2 separate regions of the Aedes albopictus genome follow, and region 2 is linked to region 1. The links are chromatin contacts, called in public Hi-C maps. All regions are on one chromosome and are shown on one strand. The core of a region is the stretch at or near the end of the contact, and the rest is flanking DNA. Distances in the headings are between cores, read along the strand shown. Region 1 holds the start of LOC134284094 (DNA repair protein complementing XP-C cells homolog). Region 2 holds the start of LOC134291160 (15-hydroxyprostaglandin dehydrogenase [NAD(+)]-like).

Region 1 (3,018 bases), core at 375-2,874:
TCTTCCCTCCTGCGATCGTGCAGAGAACGCTACTCTTGTGGAATGCTAGTTGATTCGCCCGTTTGACCTTATTGATCTGCCGCTTGATGTACAGTTCCATCTCAATCTCCTCCCATCGTTTCTTTTTAGTCTTAGCCGTCTCAACTTCCACCGTTATATGATAGTCCTCCGGTAATTGCCCCGTCGGCTGGCTCTGACTTTTGGCGGCATCTTCCACCTCTTCCCAATCAGATTCTTCACTCGCTTCCTCATTTTGTTGGCCAGCATCTGCCCTCCCACCAGGTGAGGTGCCAGCCTCCGCCTCACCCAGAGCCAATAAATTTGAAACGTCTTCTCCAGCCGCATTCTCAGAATCTGCCTGACTCTCCTTCGCTTGATACTCCTTCAGCATCTTCTTCGCCTCCTCTATCTTCTTGTTGAACTCTCCCAAATTGTTAAAATTCAAAAACTCGCCTGACGACTCGTTTATCTTGTTGATCAACTGTTGTGCGGCCACTTTCTGAATGGACGCCGGTATCGATTCCTCTGCTTGCTCGTCATCCTCCGAACTGTCCGACAACCGCATCCTTGCATTGCAATCGAACTGCGGAGCAGCTTCTTCCGAATGGCGCTGCTTTGTCGTGTCAACCTTATCGAAAAATTTGGAAGACAAATCCAACTCCTCCGGTTTCATCAAGTGATCGTCACCGCTACTGTCTGAGTCATCTTCGCCCTTTGCTTTCTTGGTCACCTTGGCGGGTTCTCGCTTTGAACAGTGGGAGAAGTCTCTCTTCTTCTGGAACTGACACTGCTTCAGGATATCCGACAGACTGGAGTTCAAAGAGGGTAATTCTGGGTCCACCTCCCTAAGCAAGTTCTTCTTGGTACGCTTGTACAGTTCGTCTCTCGTTGCTGGCGAAAGCCGTTTCTTCTTGGGCCATGGGTTGTTCGACGGCTTCGACGTCCTAAAACTCAAGCAGATCAATGAACAATCTCAAAATATTATTCTCCCACTAATTTACCTTTTCTTAGCTCCGCTCTTTCCTGTAGCTACCACACTCTCGTCACTTCCTGAACCTCCCTCCTCATTCTCCGACACCCCTTCCGATTCCTCGTCTTCGTCTTCATCCGATACGGTTCCTTGCCCTTCTGCACTATCGCTCTTGCCTTCCTTATCCTTTCCCGGAAGCCACTCTTCCTCGCTGGCCGAGAAGTCCCCATCATCATCGTCAGGCTCGTCCGAAAACCCATCACTCTCGAAATCATCGTCACTAACCTGCTCCCGCCTTCTAGGGGTCTTTTTGTTGTAAACGGCTGTGCTGCGCCGGGCTCGATTCATTGTTCGAAGTCAACACAAAATAGTCACTCATGTGAAACAATTCCTAACTAAAACACTTATGAAATCAATCTAAATAATGTCACTTAAACAACGCAGAAAAACGTGATTACTTCTACAAGATGCCCTGCGGGCCAGCGAACAGTACGGACAGCATAAACTTCCTTCGAAAGGATACTGTTTATGCTACATGTTGATTCATGAAAGCGATGAAAGCAGAAACGAGTGTTCATCATGCGGTTCATTCAGGTTCACTTGAACGCGCGCAAATTTGGATGAATTAGGAATCGGTCCAAGTGGTCTACGCAACTTGTGCCCAAAAACTACGCACAGGAAAAAATATTCTCATTGATTCTATCTGATTTTAACTGGATTTTATTCGCACTCTCATATTCGCACTTGCTGTCCCGGCAAACGTCGTACTTCTCAGGTCGTACTCGTGTCGTACTGCCAGCCTACTGTTTTTTACCCTTCTTACATCCATAAATATCGCTCGAAAAACCGACTTTTGATCCGAGGCCCGGAGGGCCGAGTCTCATATACCATAATCAACTCAGTTCGACGAACTGTCCCTGAAGCCTTATTGCATGGTGTATTTAGTCAGAGGCGTCTCGTCGGCGTGTTCAACCGGTTCATTGCACAGGTATTCGATTTGGAAGAAAATAAATAGGAATTGTTTCACCATCCCAGTCTTTGTCATTTAAATTTAACCTAAATGATATGGATTAAATGTTATATTAACACAGAAACTTAAAGACAATGTTTTTACAAGACTTCAATACATTGCATCTCCGTTAGAACAAAAAATCTGGGGCGTACCACCCATCCCACCACTATAAGACAGTCGCCCAACTATACCCACCGTGTAACGGCTGAGAATCAAAACAAGCACACCGCACCGTAGTTCAACTTTTTCTGTTGAACAAGCTCCCATATATGAACGCCCCAACACACTGCAATAGGTCGGATGTTCGTATACGGCTGGAGGTGTAAATGTGTGAGATCAACCCGTTCTACAGGAGAATTTGAACAACGTTTGCTATCACATGCTGGGAGTCTCTCGTGCGCGTTTTTGTTTGACGCTAAAAATGATTCGCATAGGATTGAGCTTAAACTCATTCAAATCGCACATGACAATGCTTCCGCAGAAAACGGATTTCAGTAGAAAATAGTTCAATTACGTGAATGTCGTCATGTTCTTATTGCGGAGATTCCACCTGTTTAGACTCCTGCGCGAAAATTAGTTGCGTACACAGCAAAAAATAAATGCAACCCGCCCGATGTAACTCATTCCGATGTACATAATAATCAATGTAATCACGATTCCTATGTACGATTACATCGTTTTGATGTAAAATCTTTTGTTCTTATGTCTACATCGTCCTGTGTAATATTCATGCAACCGACGGAATGATCGGGTTGCAGCAGTTCAGATGTAATATTACACAACAGTTTTTTCTGTGTAGATTTTTCTTGCGTGGGCTCACAGGTATTAAACAGACAGCATCCTGGTGAATATTTTACGCTACGTTGTTAAGCACACATTTGTTGATAGTTTTGCATTGTAAATAAACATTTATAATGCATGTACGCTAAAAATGAGCCTAATCATTTATTTGCGTCGGAATCTATAAATCTTCGCAACGGGCAATATCCCAAAATCAAAAAGCGCTCTATGATTACAACTAAATTCTAACAGAACC
Region 2 (3,018 bases), core at 190-2,689, 870 kb after region 1:
TAGGGTTTTCTCGGAAATTCCTGCAGAACATCATCGAAAACTTCTTCAGAAGTTCTTCGGGAATTCTTCTAGGAGTTCTACTGAAATTCGCACAGGAGTTCCTCGTGAATTCTTCCAGGTTTCCCGAAAATCACTACAGGAGGTTGTCGAAACCTCCCGAGGATTTCTCTTGAGGATCTTCTGGAGGAATTCCTAGAGAACTTCCCTATGATCTCAAGAAGGATTTTTTCCGAGAACTTCCCGAGAATTTCGTCAATTCACCCGAGAAGTCCTCCTGGAGTCCCCCGAGAATTCCAGGCAATTTCTCTAGAAATCCTCGGGAGTTACCGGAGAACTTCTTCAGGAATTCGGTTCTTCAAGGGTATCCAGATTATTGCATAACAGGAATCTCGACCTAAACATGAATCGAAACCCAAAATTTACCGTTTTTTGATGCCTGGGAAGTATTTTTTAAATATATTTGAAGTTCGCATGGGTAATTTTTTTTCTTCACTTCTCTAGGACGATTTTCTTAAGGGACTTCTGCAGGAACTTTGATGTTCGTTACGACTGTTGGTGTTTGAACCGGCAGAGGGGGTGTTTTCGGCCTTGGTAGGGGAACTCCTGGAGGAATTCCCAAAGAACTCCCGACTCGGAGTCCCTAGAAGTTGCTGGAGGAATTCTTAAGAATCTCCTGGAGGAATTCCGGAGGAACTCCCGGAGGAATTCCCGACGAACTACTGAAGAAATTCTCGGTAAGCTTCTGGAGGAAATCCTGAAGAACTCCTGGAGGATTTTCCGGGGAACTCCTATAGGATTTTCCGGGGAATCTATGGAGGAATTCTTGTGGGAATTCAAAAGAAACTTCCGGAGGAATTCCCGAGGAAATCTTGAAGAAATTCTCGAGGAATTCCTTGAAAAATTCCCGAAGAACTACTGAAGAAATTCTCGGTAAATTTCTGAAGGAATCCTCGATGAACTCCAAGAGGAATTATCGGGAAACTCCTGGAGGATTTCCCAAGAAACTCTTGGAGGAGTTCTTCGAGAATCCCTGAAGGAATTCATGGGAAACTTTAAAATGTATTCACATAATTCGATATGTCTTCAATATGTCTTCACAAAAATAAATGTCCTGCCATGTTCGCCCATGGTTTATGCTTAGAATCGCTACCAAGACGCTCCCAAAAACGTATCCCAAACACACGCCACTCTCCCCAATCATTCTCGGCCAATTTTACCCAAACTGACGGTAGGTGTTGCTTCCGCTTTTGAATGTGTCTGCGCGTAGCTTTTCCTCCAAGTCTACCCCAAAAGGGAAATGACTAAAAAGAGAGGGAGAGAGAGAGAGCAAGGACACCGCTTGCTGGGAGTGGGTGGTATGCTACGAGATAGAAAACAAACGTACCCAACCATCCAACGCCAACGGTGTAGATGTGGGTGGGGGTGGGGGTTTATGCTTTAAATCCGCACAACAGACAGACACGGTGTATGTTGTACACACAAGGACATAGGGCGCTCGGCCAGTGTCATGGGCGTAAATTTTCAATCGTAAAGAAAATAAGTTTAAATTTCCAGCAAAACTATTGAATGCATGAAAAGTATAAAATAACAAACCCTACTCTCGCGTGATATCTTGGAATTGTGCTAAAGTGCTCTAGTGAAACTGGCGAGAAAAACCAGGAAGTGGAAGTGATTCATAAAGGATTGGTTTTATTGATTCTGCTGCTTTTGCTGCACAGCAGAGGTGAATGAAAATAGTACAGTTCATTCACTTTTCTCGCAGAGAAAGTCATCCAAATTGAAGTTAGGTTCCAAGAATCTAATTCTGAAAAAAAAACCAATAATACCCGAAAAACATGGATTTGAGGAATAAAGTTGCACTGGTCACGGGAGCGGCAACAGGCCTAGGCCGAGCGTTTTGCGAGGAACTTTTGAAACATGGCGCTAAGGTAGGTGCTTGAGGAAGTTTCGTGACATGGCCGTAGACTTCCGGGTTGTGATTTCATTTTTCGTTGTTTTTTTTTTCATGCCCTTGTTCTAGGTTTCCATTTGTGATCTTGATTCGGATGCCGGTGAGCTGACCGCCAAGGAATTGGAGCATGAGTTCGGGGCGAACCGGGCCCTCTTTTGCCACTGTGACGTGACGGATTATATTCAGTTTGAAGGTAACGTTAGATTTGAATAGCTTAAATTGCAATTAATTAATTTTTATAGCTATGAAAAATGGTGAGACTTTTGCATAAAAAAATCCAAAACATGCCATTTACATGCCTCATAAATGGATTATAACATTTAAAAAAATATATGGGTGAGACTTATTATTATTTATTGCAATTAATGTTGAAGGATTCGTCATTGATATTATCGTCATCATTGAAATTTCGAAAGCAGTTTTTTCGTGCACAACGCAGATATTCGTTATGAAAATGTATTCACTGCATTCCATTTTCCATCTAGAACGCGGTGAATACATTTTCGAAACGAACATTTGTGTTTTGAACGAGGAAACTGCTTTTTAAATTTCAATGATTACGATGACATCAATGACGAATCCTTCAACCTTAAGGCAAAACTGGAAGCATTTCCTCACTTTTTGGTTTTTGGTTTTTTATTAATTAACGAAGCAATATTTTCAAAATCGGTTTTCGTGCACATGTTGAGTATGGATCAAGGTATCTTCTGAATTTTTTGAGGTGGAAAATGTTTTTCGTTTTTGCAGAAACCATTTTTGAATAAAATTTCACAAAAAAATGGTTTCTGCAAAAACGGAAAACATTTTCCACCTCAAAAAAAAATCAGAAGATACCTTGATCCATACTCAACATGTGCACGAAAACCGATTTTGAAAATATTGCTTCGTTATTTAATAAAAAATCAAAAAATGAGGAAATGCTTCCAGTTTCGCCTTAAGATAAAGAAAGAGGAAAGCACAACTTTGGGTGATTTCTTTTTAAAATCTTTCTCAGGGGCCTGGGTGACCTCGGAGCCTAATAATTCATTTCCATGTTCATTTTCTTCTATAGTTTACTTATGTGGGTC

Evidence for each region. Hi-C and Micro-C count contacts between places; a contact is called where the count stands out from the background.
Region 2: a contact with region 1 is called in a Hi-C map of embryo, with 8 times the contacts expected there. The contact joins the promoter of LOC134291160 here to the promoter of LOC134284094 in region 1. A contact is called at or near these places in 2 of 3 Hi-C or Micro-C datasets (embryo and whole body).

What each region holds. Positions count from the first base shown.
Region 1 is chr3:83,534,687-83,537,704 of AalbF5, forward strand. LOC134284094 (DNA repair protein complementing XP-C cells homolog) reads right to left here and starts at 1,625. Exons shown (of 5, transcript XM_062842379.1): 1 at 1,002-1,625; 2 at 1-944. The coding sequence starts at 1,318.
Region 2 is chr3:84,406,274-84,409,291 of AalbF5, forward strand. It overlaps LOC134291160 (15-hydroxyprostaglandin dehydrogenase [NAD(+)]-like), which reads left to right and starts at 1,440. Exons shown (of 4, transcript XM_062858535.1): 1 at 1,440-1,928; 2 at 2,021-2,144. The coding sequence starts at 1,836.